Linked DNA regions of Columba livia: region 2 is linked to region 1. The links are chromatin contacts, called in public Hi-C maps. All regions are on one chromosome and are shown on one strand. Each heading gives the region's core, a stretch centred on a gene start, on an enhancer-like site or on the middle of the called end of the contact. The rest is flanking DNA. Distances are from core to core; before and after follow the strand shown.

Region 1 (7,103 bases), core at 1,946-4,445:
CACCACTGACTCCACCTTCACTTGCGTAACCCAACATCTGGGGTTAAACCACCCTGGAGCCCAGACACCTAAGACAGCCCTTGAGATCATCCTTGGGGGTTAGACTAGGTGACCTTTAAAGGTTCCTTCCAACGCAAGTCATTCTACGACCCCAAAAGAGATGATGCCCACTTGAGACAGCCCAGGGTGACAGAAGCACCTCTGGGGTGACAAAAGTGACACGGGCTCCCACCCCTCAGTGTGGCAGCCAGGGTGGGCAGAAGACCCCAGAAGGACACCAGACGCTGATGCCCAAGGAACAGGGTCCAACTGGGGCCAGGCGCACTCGTTTTCTGCCTCTTTCAGGTGTTTGGCTCATCTGCTGGCGCACACCTGCAGTTTGGTAGGACGGGCCATCTCCTGGGGCTGCGGGAAGGACTCGTGCTGTCACCATCTGTGACCTCTCTGACTGAACATGGTGGAGCACCACAGCCCTTCTGGGCCTTTCCTCCTCTTCATTTCTCACGAGTTGCCTCCTGGAAGGACCCCCCTTACCTCCCGGATCTCCTCCACCGAGGTGGGCTGAAAGTACAGCTCTGGAGAAGAGCCATAGGTCTTGGCCCAGTTCTGGAACTTGACTCCTCCTTGGCCGTGAACCTGGACCAAAACCAAGAGCTGAAGCAGAAGAAAGCAAGCGCCACCCCTGCTTTTCCACACCATTCTGTGGCTGCGAAGAACACTGCACCAGAGCCACATTTCCAACAAGATTAATTATTTATGTGCACAGAGGATTGTCTCAAGCCCTCGAGTCCCCAAAGCGGAGGTGTCTCCATGTGAGCAAGTCACTCTGGGCTCCCTTGGCAGTCACTGGGGCGAAGTGGGAGGATGCCCTGGTGTGCTGGAGACATCTCCCTTGAGCACAGCCCATCCCATCCTCCCACAGTGTGATGTGTGCTGGGGTCCCCTCACTTTGCACCGTCACATCTGGAATATCATGTCCAGTTGTGGCCCCTCAGTTCCAGCAGGACAGGGAACTGCTGGAGAGAGTCCAGCGCAGCCACCAAGATGCTGAAGGGAGTGAAGCATCTCCCGTGGGAGGAAAGGCTGAGGGAGCTGGGGCTCTGGAGCTGGACAAGAGGAGACTGAGGGGGGACTCATTCCTGGGGATCAAGATGGGAAGGGGGAGTGTCAGGAGGATGAAGCCAGGCTCTTCTGGTGACAACCAGTGACAGGACAAGGGGCAATGGGTGCAAACTGGAACACAGGAGGTTCCACTGCAAGAGGAGAAGCAACTTGTTGGGGGTGAGGGTGGCAGAGGCTGGCCCAGGCTGCCCAGGGGGTTGTGGAGTCTCCTTCTGTGCAGACATTCCAACCCGCCTGGACACCTTCCTGTGTAACCTCATCTGGGTGTTCCTGCTCCATGGGGGGATTGCACTGCATGAGCTTTCCAGGGCCTTTCTAACCCCTGACATCCTGTCATTCTGTGATTCTGTCTCTTCTGCTCTGGTCTCCTCTCAGCACTCAAATGTACCTTGTGGCTTCATGTCCCAGTGTCCCCATATGGCCCCATCATGAGGGGCTGACTGGGACCGGGTTGGGACCTCCGTCCAACCTCAGCCATCCACCCTGAGACACTGTCCCCAAAACACCCAGCCCCATCACATCTCCCGGCAGGGCTTAACCCAAGGCAGGGCTTAACCCAAGGCAGGGCTTCACCCAAGGCAGGGCTTCACCCAAGGCAGGGTGGTTTGGATGGGTCCTAGTGGGGGGGGACACTTTGTCCCTGGTCATGGGAGGACCTGATCTGGTGAAACGGAGAAATAAACTTAACAGCAAAGTCAATTATGCTGTTAAGCAGCATTCCTTATTTATCAGCACTGGGAATACTAGGGACCATCCTCCATAAGTGCTCCAAAGACTGGATGCTCTTGCGTTGCTTATATTCACATAATTATTACATAAGTATTACAATTTTTGAAAATTTTGACATACATCTATACTAAGAAATAGTTTATGACGTTATAATTGTTTAGTTTTTTCCTTGCAATGCTTGTATTAATTATTAGTTAAATATAAACTAAGCACTCTGCTTCTAAACATGTCTCACTCAATCTTCTGTCTCCTCTTGTCACGCAGAAGGATCTGAAACTTGAAGAGCATCCCCTCGTTTTGCAGGTGGTCAGAAAGTGTTTATGATGTCAGCTGGTTAATGATGGGTACGTCTTTGATAACTGAACCACAGTTCACATTAATTTAGCAGCTTCTCTTCAGTGGGTTTGGGCAACAAGCCCCAGAGAAGACGGTGAGTCCCCTTGCCCCAGGTGGGGCTGGTCCAATGTTCTACCCCACCAACGTGTCCCACCTTGGCTGTAGGGGATGATTTGTTCCCTTGTCACCTCCCGCAGTCTCTTCTCCATCGCCAAACCCTCCACCTTCCCACCCTCAAAATTCTTCTCCCCATTTCTGACGGCTTCAATTCCCACCCAAGAAGTAGACGCCCCCAACTTCTCCAGGGGTGTCTGCAGCATCGTCCCAACACGCCACCCCCTCCCACCACCTCCAGGCAGGGCAGGGACAGTGGGTGGCCCTTGGTGACTCTGCCTATGAGCAGGGCCATCAAGAAGCTATGGGAGATGTAGCCCAGATAGCAGCAGGGAGCCCTGGAGACAGGGGAGACATGAGGCTGGGGCTGCTTTGCAGCTTCCCCCCCCATAGGATAAACCCAGGGCTGGGCTGGGAGCCAGGGAAAATGGAAAAAAAAACCACCAGAAACTGAAAACCCATGTGTTAGAAAACACTCATTTATCCAGGGAATCTGTTGTTTTCCCATCCCTCTCTCTTTTCTGAACCCCCTTTCCTATTTCTCATCATATTTCTCACTGGGGTTGGACTGGACAAGCTTCGAAGGTCCTTTCCAACCAAAACTATCCTGTGATTCTATGATCACGGCCGCACCGTTATTGAATCCGTATGGAAGGTGATTATAAAGCCCTGTCATCCCCACCAGCCCCAAGCACTCCACGTTGCCTGGACCACCATTCCCACCCCAAAAAAATGAGCATTTCCCCTCTTTTGGCTTTTCCTTACCATTGTGCGGGCTCTCTGTGGGATGAGCGGGACTCCAGCTGCTCCTGCACCAGGTCCTGGCCACACCAAGGCTGGTGGAGCTGGTTCCTGCCCTGAGGGTCAACAAGGAGCTTGTGGAAGGATAATGAATAACAGCCCGGCCCTTGGGCTCTGCCTGGTCTGGGGGGAGGAGATGGGCTGAGCCCAGGGATGCGGACATGATTTGAACCCGGGGTCCTGCATCCTCTAGGGATGGTGGTGTTGGGAAGAAGATGCTTTAGGGGGTTTTGGGGAGAAGACGCTTCTCTTTTGGGGGGTCCTCACGCTGGGGAGGGTCCCCTGAAGCTGCAGCCTTCGCAGCGGGAAAAGGGGGGAATAGGGAAAACGTGCTGGTGGGTTTGGGGGTATCCAGCAGCTGGTGAGGCGACGGTCTTGCTGCATCGCATTGCCATGAGCAAGAAGAGAATCACAGAATCAATTTGGTTGGAAAAGACCCTCGAGATCATCAAGTCCAATCATAACCCACCCCAGTACTGCACCATGTCCCTAAGAACCTCATCTATGTGTCTTTTAAACCTTCCCAGGGCTGGTGACTCCAGCACTGCCCTGGGCAGCCTGTTCCAATGCCCCACAGCCCTTTGGGGAAGAAATTGTCCCCAAGATCCAACCCCAACGTCACTCCCTGTTTTGCAAGGCGGAGGGTGTTGTTTGCACCCCAAATTTGCTCAGCTGCCCCGCGGGGAGCAGAGGGGATCAGGATCCACATAGGTTACGCGTCTCATCCGCAGAACGGCGAGCAGCAGCGATTGCAGCTCTGCCACCGCGGCTGCGCTTTGGTGATAAGCAAAACCTCCCCGGTCCCTCATTAAGGAGGGCATGATAAGGGTTTTTCTGCGCTGGCTAACTGGGACAAGGTGACCCCTCGGGAGCAGGGCAGGGAACCGCCGCTGCCTTCATGTGGTGGTCAGAGCCTCATTTTTTCCAGCACAACCCCCCAAAATTGCTGTTTAATTACAGAGCAGGAGCTGCGCAGCCTGCGAAGGACCTCGCAGCAGCTTTTTCCCTGGGTCTTCACATCCACCTTGACCTCCCGACCATCCCCAAACCCTGCAGAGATTCGGTGATTCTTTTCTTTCTTTTTCCTGCCTGCAACTCAGCAAATTAATGAATAATCCTCCGACACGCCTTGGAGCACAGAGAGACCCCAGACTGGGGTCAGATACCTCCACGCTGGGTCCAAGTGCTGTGCAAAGGTCATCAAAACCTGCCCAAAAATACCCTTCGCGGGTTATTCATTAACAGCGAGGGGGATGCAGGAGGGATGCAGCTCTGCCCCATCACCACCATCTCCCCCAACCCTTGTTTTGATCCAGGAGGGATTTCCCAGCTTGGCTAATGACTGCAGAACAGCAGGGGATAATTAAATTAAATTAAAAAGTGGTGTTTTGCCAGGTGTCAAAGCTATTTGTGAATTGGTTTCTGAATGTTTGGGTGGGATGGGAAATGCCCTGGCATGCTGCAGAGTCTCTCCTGGCCGCTGGAAAATCCAGAGCAGGGAAGGATTCAACCCCACAAAGTCACCCTGGGGACTGGGAGACCGGGTGTCAACTGGTGTAAATCACAGGAGCGCAATGGCAGGGGGTGCTGGGGTGGGACAGGGTCCCTGCCGGGGTGACAAAGGGTTATTGGGGGCCTGGCCTGGCCAGGGGTCTCCAAAGCAGTTGAAAAGGGGCTGGGGGCTGGGACAGCTGCTGGTGCTGAGTCCTGCGCCAGTGTCCTGTGCCAGCATCCTGCCTTTGCAGCTGCTTCTTCGCTGGCACATCTGGAACACAAATGGCAAACGCATTCCCAGATTGCAATGCGCTGCTAAATTGCAGTGAGTTCCCAAATTGCAGTGCATTCCCAATTTGTGGTGCATTCCCACATTACAATGCATTACCAATTGTGATACGTTCCCAAATTGCAATGAGTTCCCAAATCGCAGTGCATACCCAATTTGTGGTCCATTCCCACACTGACATGCATTACCAATTGTGATACATTCCCAACTTGCAGCGATTTCCAAAATTGCGATGCACTCCCAAATTGCAGTGATTTCCCAAATTGCAATGCATTTCCAAATTGCAATGCACTCCCAAATTGCAGTGCACTCCCAAATTGCAATGCATTAGCAATGCAAATGAATTCCCAAATTGCAGTGCACTCCCAAATTGCAATGTGTTACTAACTGCAATGCACTCCCAAATTGCAATGAGCTCCAAAATTGCAGTGCATTCCCAATTTGCAGTGTATTTCCACGTTGCAATGAGCTACTAATTGCAATGCCCTCCCAACTTGCAGTGATTTCCCAAATTGCAAGGCATTCCCAAATTGCAACACACTCCCAAGTTGCAGTGTATTATCACATTGCAATGCATTAGCAATGCAAATGCATCCCCAAATTGCAATGTGTTACTAATTGCAATGCACTCCCAAATTACAAGAGCTCCAAAATTGCAGTTTATTCCCAATTTGCAGTGTATTTCCACGTTGCAATGAGTTACCCATTGCAGTGCACTCCCAACTTGCAGTGATTTCCCAACTTGCAGTGATTTCCCAAATTGCAGTGCACTCCTAAATTGCCATGCACTACCAAATTGCAATGCATTAGCAATGCAAATGATCCCCAAATTGCAGTGCACTCCCCAATTGCAATGTGTTACTAATTGCAATGCACTCCCACATTGCAAGAGCTCCAAAATTGCAGTGCATTGCCAAACTGCAATGCCTTACCAAATGCAATTCACTTCCAAATTGCAATGAGTTCCAAAATTGCAGTGCATTCCTAATTTGCAATGCACTCCCAACTTGCAGTGATTTCCCAAATTGCAGTGCACTCCCAAATTGCAATGTGTTACTAATTGCAATGCACTCCCACGTTGCAAGAGCTCCAAAATTGCAGCGCATTCCCAATTTGCAGTGTATTTCCACATTGCAATGAGTTACCCATTGCAATGCACTCCCAACTTACAGTGATTTCCCAAATTGCAGCACATTCCCAAATTGCAATGTGTTACTAATTGCAATGCACTCCCAAATTGCAAGAGCTCCAAAATGGCAGTATATTCCAATTGCAATGCACTCCCAAATTGCAATGAGCTCCAAAATCGCAGTGTATTCCCCAACTGCAATGCGTTACCAATTGCAATGCACTCCCAAATTGGACGAGCTCCAAAATTGCAGTTTATTCCAATTGCAACGCACTCCCAAATTGCAATGAGCTCCAAAATTGCAGTGCATTCCCAATTTGCAGTGTATTTCCACATTGCAATGAGTTACCAATTGCAATGCACTCCCAACTTGCAGTGATTTCCCAAATTCCGGTGTACTCCCAAACTGCAATGCATTAGCAATGCAAATGAATTCCCAAATTGCAGTGCACTCCCAAATTGCAATGTGTTACTAATGGCAATGCACTCCCAAATTATAAGAGCTCCAAAATTGCAGCGCATTGCCAAACTGCAATGAGTTATCAATTGCAATGCACTCCCAACTTGCAATGATTTCCCAATTGCAATGCATTCCCAAATTGCAACGCACTCCCAAATTGCAATGCATTCCCAAATTGCAATGCATTCCCAATTGCAATGCACTCCCAAACTGCAGTGCACTCCCAAGTTGCAATGCATTAGCAATGCGAATGAATTCCCAAATTGCATTGCACTTCCCAATTGTGAGGAGCGTCCCTGCTGCTGTGCTGCAGGGGCGGGTGTGTGGGGCTGCCTCTGAGCCCCTGCAGGAGCACGGAGATGGGATTTACCCCCAAATTTGGCTTGTGACTGGAGCTTCCCCCTGTCCCCCACCCATCGGGCTCCTCCCCAGAGCTGCCTGCACTTGGGGGGCTCCCAAAGCTCCTGCCTCCCCTACCGGAGCGGGGAAACTGAGGCAGGGCTGCTTTGCTGGAGCTCCTTCAGTGCCCGGGCCAGGCAGAAATCAGGTGGCGTTTGGCTTTTTGCCTTCTTTCTTCTGCGTTTAAAAATAAAACAGCCGAAATTTAATTATGTGCGGCTTTTATTCTT
Region 2 (7,103 bases), core at 2,066-4,565, 430 kb after region 1:
GCTACTAATGCGAGTCTCCTGCTGCCCACCACCATCCAGCTGCTTTCCCATCACAACTCGGCTCCTCTTTCAGTTCAGGCTGGAAGTTTTGGGAAGCAGAGGCCGCTTTTGCTCTGGTTTAGCATCCCTCTTACCCCACTGGTCCATTCCTGGGCTTCCCGGGTGCCGCAGCAACAGCAATGACATAGAACCACCAATAAAAATTGCTTATTTGTATCTGCCAGCAATTAAAATTCATATGTAGAATGGTGGCCACATGCTACAGGGTATTACACAGCATGTTGGCCGTTCAGAAACACCTGGTTAAAATATTTACCTGTTAGCCCAACCCCTTCCTGCTTCAAATCCTGTCTTTAAAGGCAGAATCTAACTTTTAAAACTATGGTTTTTATCCCTCCTCTTTGATCATAGAGATAAGAACCGCGCTTCAAAGAAACACAGTCAACCAAGCAAAACAAGAATAACTTGTCATATAAATACTTGCCTTATACAAAATATACTGTTTTTCAACCAGCAAACTATTTATGCAGGAGACGGGATATTTTTAGTAGTAGCACTCACACCTTCATTTCTGGCAATCCCTGCAAAGTCTGATGCAAATCACCCCCCCTCCGATTAGCAAGCGACGAGGTGCCGATCTCCAGCATATCTGCTCATTGAAAATGTGCTGATATAATTAAGCGAGCCTAATAATCTTAACAGGCTTTGAAGATTTGTAGCAGCCCACCCGACAACAGCACCAGGAGACCCAAGGGAAGTCAACAGAGGGTCCACGTCCCCAAACGCAGACTTTTACAACACGAGAATGACAGCGATCCCGCTCCAATAAACCTCCAGTGGAAGCGTATGACTAATTGTCTGAATTAGTCATGCAGTTGTGAGCATGTGTCGTAGAACGATCAGAGGGCAAGGCTCGGGGAAAAACACGCACGCTCCAAATCAAAGTCGGCCCGGAGTGAACCCAAAGTCAGGGTCTGACTCCCAAAGAGCCAAAGCCCCCGTTCGCCTATTTATTTTGGGAGGAAACAGGGGGTTTTGCGCTGCCATATTGTTTGGCAACGCGTTTCCAAACAGCAGATACCCATCTTGAGCAAATAAGTCGAGATTTAACATTTCACCGTGCCCGTCGGCTTCGAGCCAGGCGCAGGATTGCCAAAGTTACTACTGTTTATTATCTGCCATCAAGAGCTGTTTGTCCCCTTAAGTGGCAACTTGAACTTTAATCATTTTCACCGAACAGCGCTGCAAAGCTGCGGATACCACAGCACTCGCTCCTCCACACATTTGTGGCTTTGCATCCATCTTTTCCCGGTTCACAATGTTTCTCTGCCGCTTTGCAAAAGGCCTCAGTGTAAAGCTACGGATGCACCACATACTACCTACACTTCCATACGTAACACCTGGTGTTTACTTGTAGAAACTGATGGGCACAGCAGAAAGAGTTCAGAGCACAAACACCTTTGCCGAAATATTCTGCAGGCAGATCACAACCTCCAAACTGCGATGGGACAGCGAGCCCAGAAAGGGAAACGAAGCATCTTTTTTGTTCATATTTACCATCTTGCCACTAGAACCCACCAGGTACATTACTCTTTTTATAGATATATATATATATACGCATGCACATTTTGCACACACACATATGTGCATCCTGCCAGCCCACACAAACCAGGTCTTTCTTTCAGTTTAAACCATCAACACAAAGCATAGAAGCCACGAGACAAAGCGAAGAACATACAAGCGCCACCCACACGAGTCCAAATTTCCAGTTTTAATACACTTTGCTGTGTCACTATTTTTTTTTTTGGGGGGGGGGGGGAGGGCTGCACCGTATTTGGCCAGTGAAAATTTGCTATCTACCGTACACTGCTTAAGCTTCCAGTGGATGCAAGCGGCAGCCCCAGACGGCGCTCCACACCTTTCCGCCTTTGCAAACACGCTCTTTCAGGTGCAAAAAAAGACAAGAAACCAAAGCACAAACAGGAGACCGTCACCCAACGCACACGACCCAGTTCTCAGCCACCGAAAGGTCAAAACGCACCTAGGAAACTGGAGGGCTTGCGAGCGTCTAGCAACCTACACGGGAAAGGAAACAGCCTTCCCGCGACGGGTTTTTCAACCGCTAAATGTCATATTCCAGCAGCTGGAGCCCCCCCGGCGCACAAGCCGGGGCTGCCGCTCGCCTCTGCACGGGCAGGTATTTGGGATTATTTGCGATACGCGGCTGGTCCGTGTCTCTAAGGGAGAAATGAAGGAAATTTAGGGCAAGCGCTCTGCTAGGAATGGGGGGTGGACTCCCCCCCAAGCTCTGAGGAGCCCGATTCCCCACTCACCCCACCTGACAAGCAGCTGTTCCCCACTCCGGTGACCCCAAAACCCCCCACGGCCACGTCCAGCTCCCCCTGACCAAACTTACTCACCTCTGCTGACAACCAGAAGAGCCCCGCCGGGGTCGGGGGGTGGGTTTTGGGGGGACACAGCCACACACCGGGGAGGGGGGACACGCACACACGATGTCACACGCAGACAAAGAGCTGTCACCTAAAACGCCACCAAACCGAGCGTCCTCCCTGCCCGGGGGGGTCATCCCCAGGGGTGGGGGGGTGGGGGGGACGGCGCTTTCACTTTTTTAATCAACTTTGAATTAATAATAATGAGGGGTGAGGGATATATAGGAAAAGGAGGGTTGGGGTTGCAGCGCCCCCGGGGCGCTTCTCCTCAGGGGCCGGCGGGCGGGCGAGGGGAAGGTGGCGGGAGGGAGCGGGAGGGGAGAGGCCGCGTCGCCCCTCAGCGCTCCGCCCGCCGCCATGGCAGCCCGGGGCGGGGGGCCGGGCCGTCCCCCCCCTCCCGCCGTGCCCGCCCCCGCCGTGACAGCTGCGCCTCCCCGCAGGCCGGGGGGCTGCGGCGGGGGCCGGGGGGCGGCGGGCCGGCCCCGCCAGACACACCCCCGCCCTGCGCGGCGGGGCGCCCCGGCCTCCCCCGCTTCTCCTCCTCCGCCCTCCCTCCCTCAACCCGGGCGCCACTCACCTGCCTGGGTGACAGCCGCCTCCCCCCGCCGGGGCTGAGGCCGTGGAGCTCAACGGGCAACGCGACAGCGACTCCCCCGGCCAAGCGGCGGGGGGGTTCGCAGCTGCGCCCGCCGGCGATCGCGATGAGCGGCGGGCGGGCGGGCGCTTTAGCTGGGGGCCCCGGTTCCCGCTGCGGGGCTCCCGGGGTAGCCGGGGCCCCTTGCCTGGGCGGCGCGGCGAGGCTGCGGGGCTTCTCCGGCTCTGCTCGCCGCTCTCCCTCCCGGCGGGACGGGGCGGAGCTGGATACGGAGGAGGAGGACGGGGGGGGGCGGTGTCGGAGGAGGCCGCCGCGGCCCGGCACGGATCACTCCTCCTCCTCGCTCAGCCGCTGCCGGCCGCCATCTTCCCCTGCCCACCCGCGGCCCGGAGGGGCTGGGGAGGCCGCGGATCGTCCGCTGTTGTCCCCATCTCCGCTGTTGGGCCATCTCAGTGGCGGCCGGGACCTGACCGGGGCGGCTGGGGGGGGCTCCGATGGCACCGGAGGTGCCATCGGAGCCCCCCCAGCCGCCCCGGTCAGGCCCCGGCCGCAGGCGCTGCCTCCCCAGCCTGGGACCCCCATGGCGACATCACCCTCATCCCCACAGCCCTCTCGTCACACTGAAGAGAGAAGCTGCTAAATAAACGTACGCTGTGATTAAGTTATAAAAGACATCCCCATCATGATCAGTGCTTTCTAGCGACCTGCAAAACAAGGGGATGCTCTTCAAGTTTTAGATCCTTCTGCGCAACGAGACAGAAGATTGAGTCGTACATTGTTTAGAAGCAGAGTGCTTAGTTTATAATTAACTAATAATTAATAGATGTGAGAAAATGAACTATTATAACGAGCATCATCAATTATTTCTTAGTACATCAACATTTTCAAAAATTGTAATGCATATGTAATAATTACGTGAATATAAGCAACGCAAGAGCATCCAGTCTTTGCAGCGCTTATGGAGGATGGTCCCCAATGTCCTGCAGTTCTGATAAAATAAAGAATCGCAGAATCCCAGAATGTCAGGGGTTGGAAGGGCCCTGGAAAGCTCATCCAGTGCAATCCCCCCATGGAGCAGGAACACCCAGATGAGGTTACACAGGAAGGTGTCCAGGCGGGTTGGAATGTCTGCACAGAAGGAGACTCCACAACCCCCCTGGGCAGCCTGGGCCAGGCTCTGCCACCCTCACCCCCAACGAGTTGCTTCTCATATTTCAATGCAAAAATAAAGAACACCGCTTAACAGTATCATTTGACTCTGCTTTTTAGTTAATTTATCCGCTTCAACACCTCCCTGTTCTAAAGCACCGTCTGGTTGAGCTCAACCAGCCCAACCCGTCCCCCAAACCAAAGATGCCTCCACGCTTGTGGTCTCCTTGTCCCACTCGCCTGGATGGGCTGGTGTCGCTGAGCAGCGGCATTTTGTGCTGGAAGTTACCTGTTGGGGTCTGTTTTCCAATCACCATCCCCTACCAAGGCTTCAAGAAAGACCTAAAGGCTTTTGTCTTTCTTCTTGTTCTCTGACTACACATCAAAAGGGCTGAAAAGTCCCTGGATCAGCTGGGAACACCAACACGAAGTTCAGCGAGCAGTACAGGGTGACAGATCGTCCCACACAGACCCATCATTTGGTGTCACTGACATTTTCGGCTACTTCCAAACAAAGATGCCATCCATAGAACAGTCACAACTGCTGTATCAACTATTTTACCACATCCAGGCCGCATCTGGTTACATTATTTATCATCTCTATGAAACTACAAAATCCCCAAACACTTCATGTGTTATGAAGCAAAACACCCTGATGGCTTGAACAGTTTAAAATAAACCAGAGCTTCAGGTGCCTCGTTTTCCTCCACAGGGGCTCTTTATTCCTCAGGGGCTTGCAAGTGCCTGTGTTACAACAAAACAAATTGGCCTTAAAGAAAGAAAACCCCAGTCAACCACACAACATCACAAATCCACCTGCCATGGTCACCCACATCATGATCATCATCATCATCCAAACTGGATTTTCTGTCACCCTCAGAAACCTGCACCTTCCCTGGGGTCCCAGGTACCCCCAAGGTTCTTGCTTCTCATAAAAAAGCCCATGCCAGGTGTATTTAATAAGTGACTGTGTCTGCAGCACCTGTGAAGGGGATGGGCAAGATAAACCCCAGTTAACCCTTCAGCAAGTAAAGGGACAGGGGATATCAATCACAGGCTTATGAATTGGGGTTTTTTCTTGTTATTTTAGGATCAATGAGATGTTTCCTGGGCCATTTCATCCAAACCTGCTTAACCATAGGTGCGTTTGCATATGAAATACTGTATGTTTTGTCCATCTTCAACTAGACAGCAAGCTTCTTATTTTAGAAGAATTTCAGGCCTGTGCTTGTGAACAAAAGCATCAAAACGAGCGGGGATGTGGTGGAGCAGCGAGACGGAGGAGATGTGGTGGAGCAGCGAGACGGAGGAGATGTGGTGGAGCAGCGAGACGGAGGAGATGTGGTGGAGCAGCGAGACGGAGGAGATGTGGTGGAGCAGTGAGACGGAGGAGATGTGGTGGAGCAGTGAGATGGAGGGGAGTGGCGACCTGAGATCACGCACCCCCAGCCAAACCAAGGTCCAAACCCCCGAGGTAACGAAGGGATGCTCCCAATTCTCCTTTAACTGCATTCTTGGTAGGGACTGAGGTGATGTGAGCAGCTGCTGTATGACCCTTGGTTGCAACACACCAAGGTGGAAGCGCTAATAGATTCCTCCTGGTCCCGCTCACTCTGCAACATCGATGAGGGAAGGAAGCTCTGCAGAAGTCCGGAGCTTTCCTGCATTGCCAGCTCTCCAGTGCCTCTGCAGGCTGTGCCCACTTGGGCTTTATTCAGGCAGAAAATGTTCAGCCTTCCCAACTAATAACAAAACTCGGTGTTAGAATATTTCCCCTCTGCGCATTCCTCGCGGGAAAGTAATACATGAGCTAATCTCCGGCAGTAGGGACATTGTAAGTTTTCAATGATATTAGCGCTGAGAAGTATAAAACCATTTTTATTACTTTAATCTGCCGGCTAATTTTTAAATGGAATGCGAGTATAAACAATGCCGGGTTTAAGTACATTATGGAGCTGTCAGGCTTTGACAATTTAAATGAATGAGACTTCAAAAAGTATTAGGAAAAAGATTAAATGTCTCATTGAAATACACATGAAATAGAAATGAAATCCATCAGCAAAATGAAATTATTTCAAAACTTCCTAGAATTAAACCCAAAACAAAGGCCTCTCCCGCCAGGTAAGTGATACCACAGTGGGTGAGACTTTATCTGGGAGCTTAATTTCCAACTGATAAATGACAAATAATTTATTGGTGTTCGATCTTTCTAGCCTGAGCACTTTGTAAAAGAAGCTTGTTTGATCATCTTCATTTTACATAGGCAAAGCAGTGTTTAAGAGGTTTAAATGAGCGTCAAGCAGCAAATGAGTGATGGAATCCCCAACCAAAACAGTGTCGAGTTGTCCTGTTTCCTGACACCAACCCTCGATGTGACGCTGTCACCTGTTGCACGTTGTTCTGTACAACTCACGTGCACTAAAGGCCATTTTTCAGGCTTTATTTCAGTTTAGGAAGCAGAGGCTTTTCAGAGTTTCTTGCAAGCCTCAAGTTGTTAATCTGAGAAGGCAAAATTAATAGTATGGAGTTCGTTAACGCTTCTTGGCCAAATTCAGCATTGTAATAAGTAATAAACAATTCATTTAGTACATATATGATTCTTTAGAGATCCACATAACTCCTGAATATGAACTTGACTCTGTTTCACACTGAGAAGTGCTGAGCTCCTCCCTTACTACTGACTTACTTATGCCCTAAAAATGTAATTAAAACGTTCAGGTTGCCCTAAATGAGGGGTTGAACAGGAATACCGAGTATGGGAGCACCGGGAGGAACAAAAGGCAGGAGAAGGGGACAAGAATGACATCTGATGATGGCATCTGGACCAGCAGGTCACCAGGGTTGCATGAGCTGTCCACCCGTGTGGAACGTGGAAGAAATGAGACGTGAGGATGAACACCCCTTGTCCT

The links. Hi-C and Micro-C count contacts between places; a contact is called where the count stands out from the background.
Region 2: a contact with region 1 is called in a Hi-C map of crop, with 12 times the contacts expected there. The contact joins the promoter of NCOA1 here to the promoter of LOC102086252 in region 1. A contact is called at or near these places in 2 of 2 Hi-C or Micro-C datasets (crop and liver).

What each region holds. Positions count from the first base shown.
Region 1 is chr3:1,465,385-1,472,487 of bColLiv1.pat.W.v2, forward strand. LOC102086252 (L-gulonolactone oxidase-like) reads right to left here and starts at 3,196. Exons shown (of 12, transcript XM_021279865.2): 1 at 3,067-3,196; 2 at 535-636. The coding sequence starts at 3,069.
Region 2 is chr3:1,897,251-1,904,353 of bColLiv1.pat.W.v2, forward strand. It overlaps NCOA1 (nuclear receptor coactivator 1), which reads right to left and starts at 3,316. Exons shown (of 23, transcript XM_065055540.1): 1 at 3,028-3,316. LOC135578955 (a long non-coding RNA gene) reads left to right here and starts at 6,820. Exons shown (of 2, transcript XR_010471051.1): 1 at 6,820-7,103.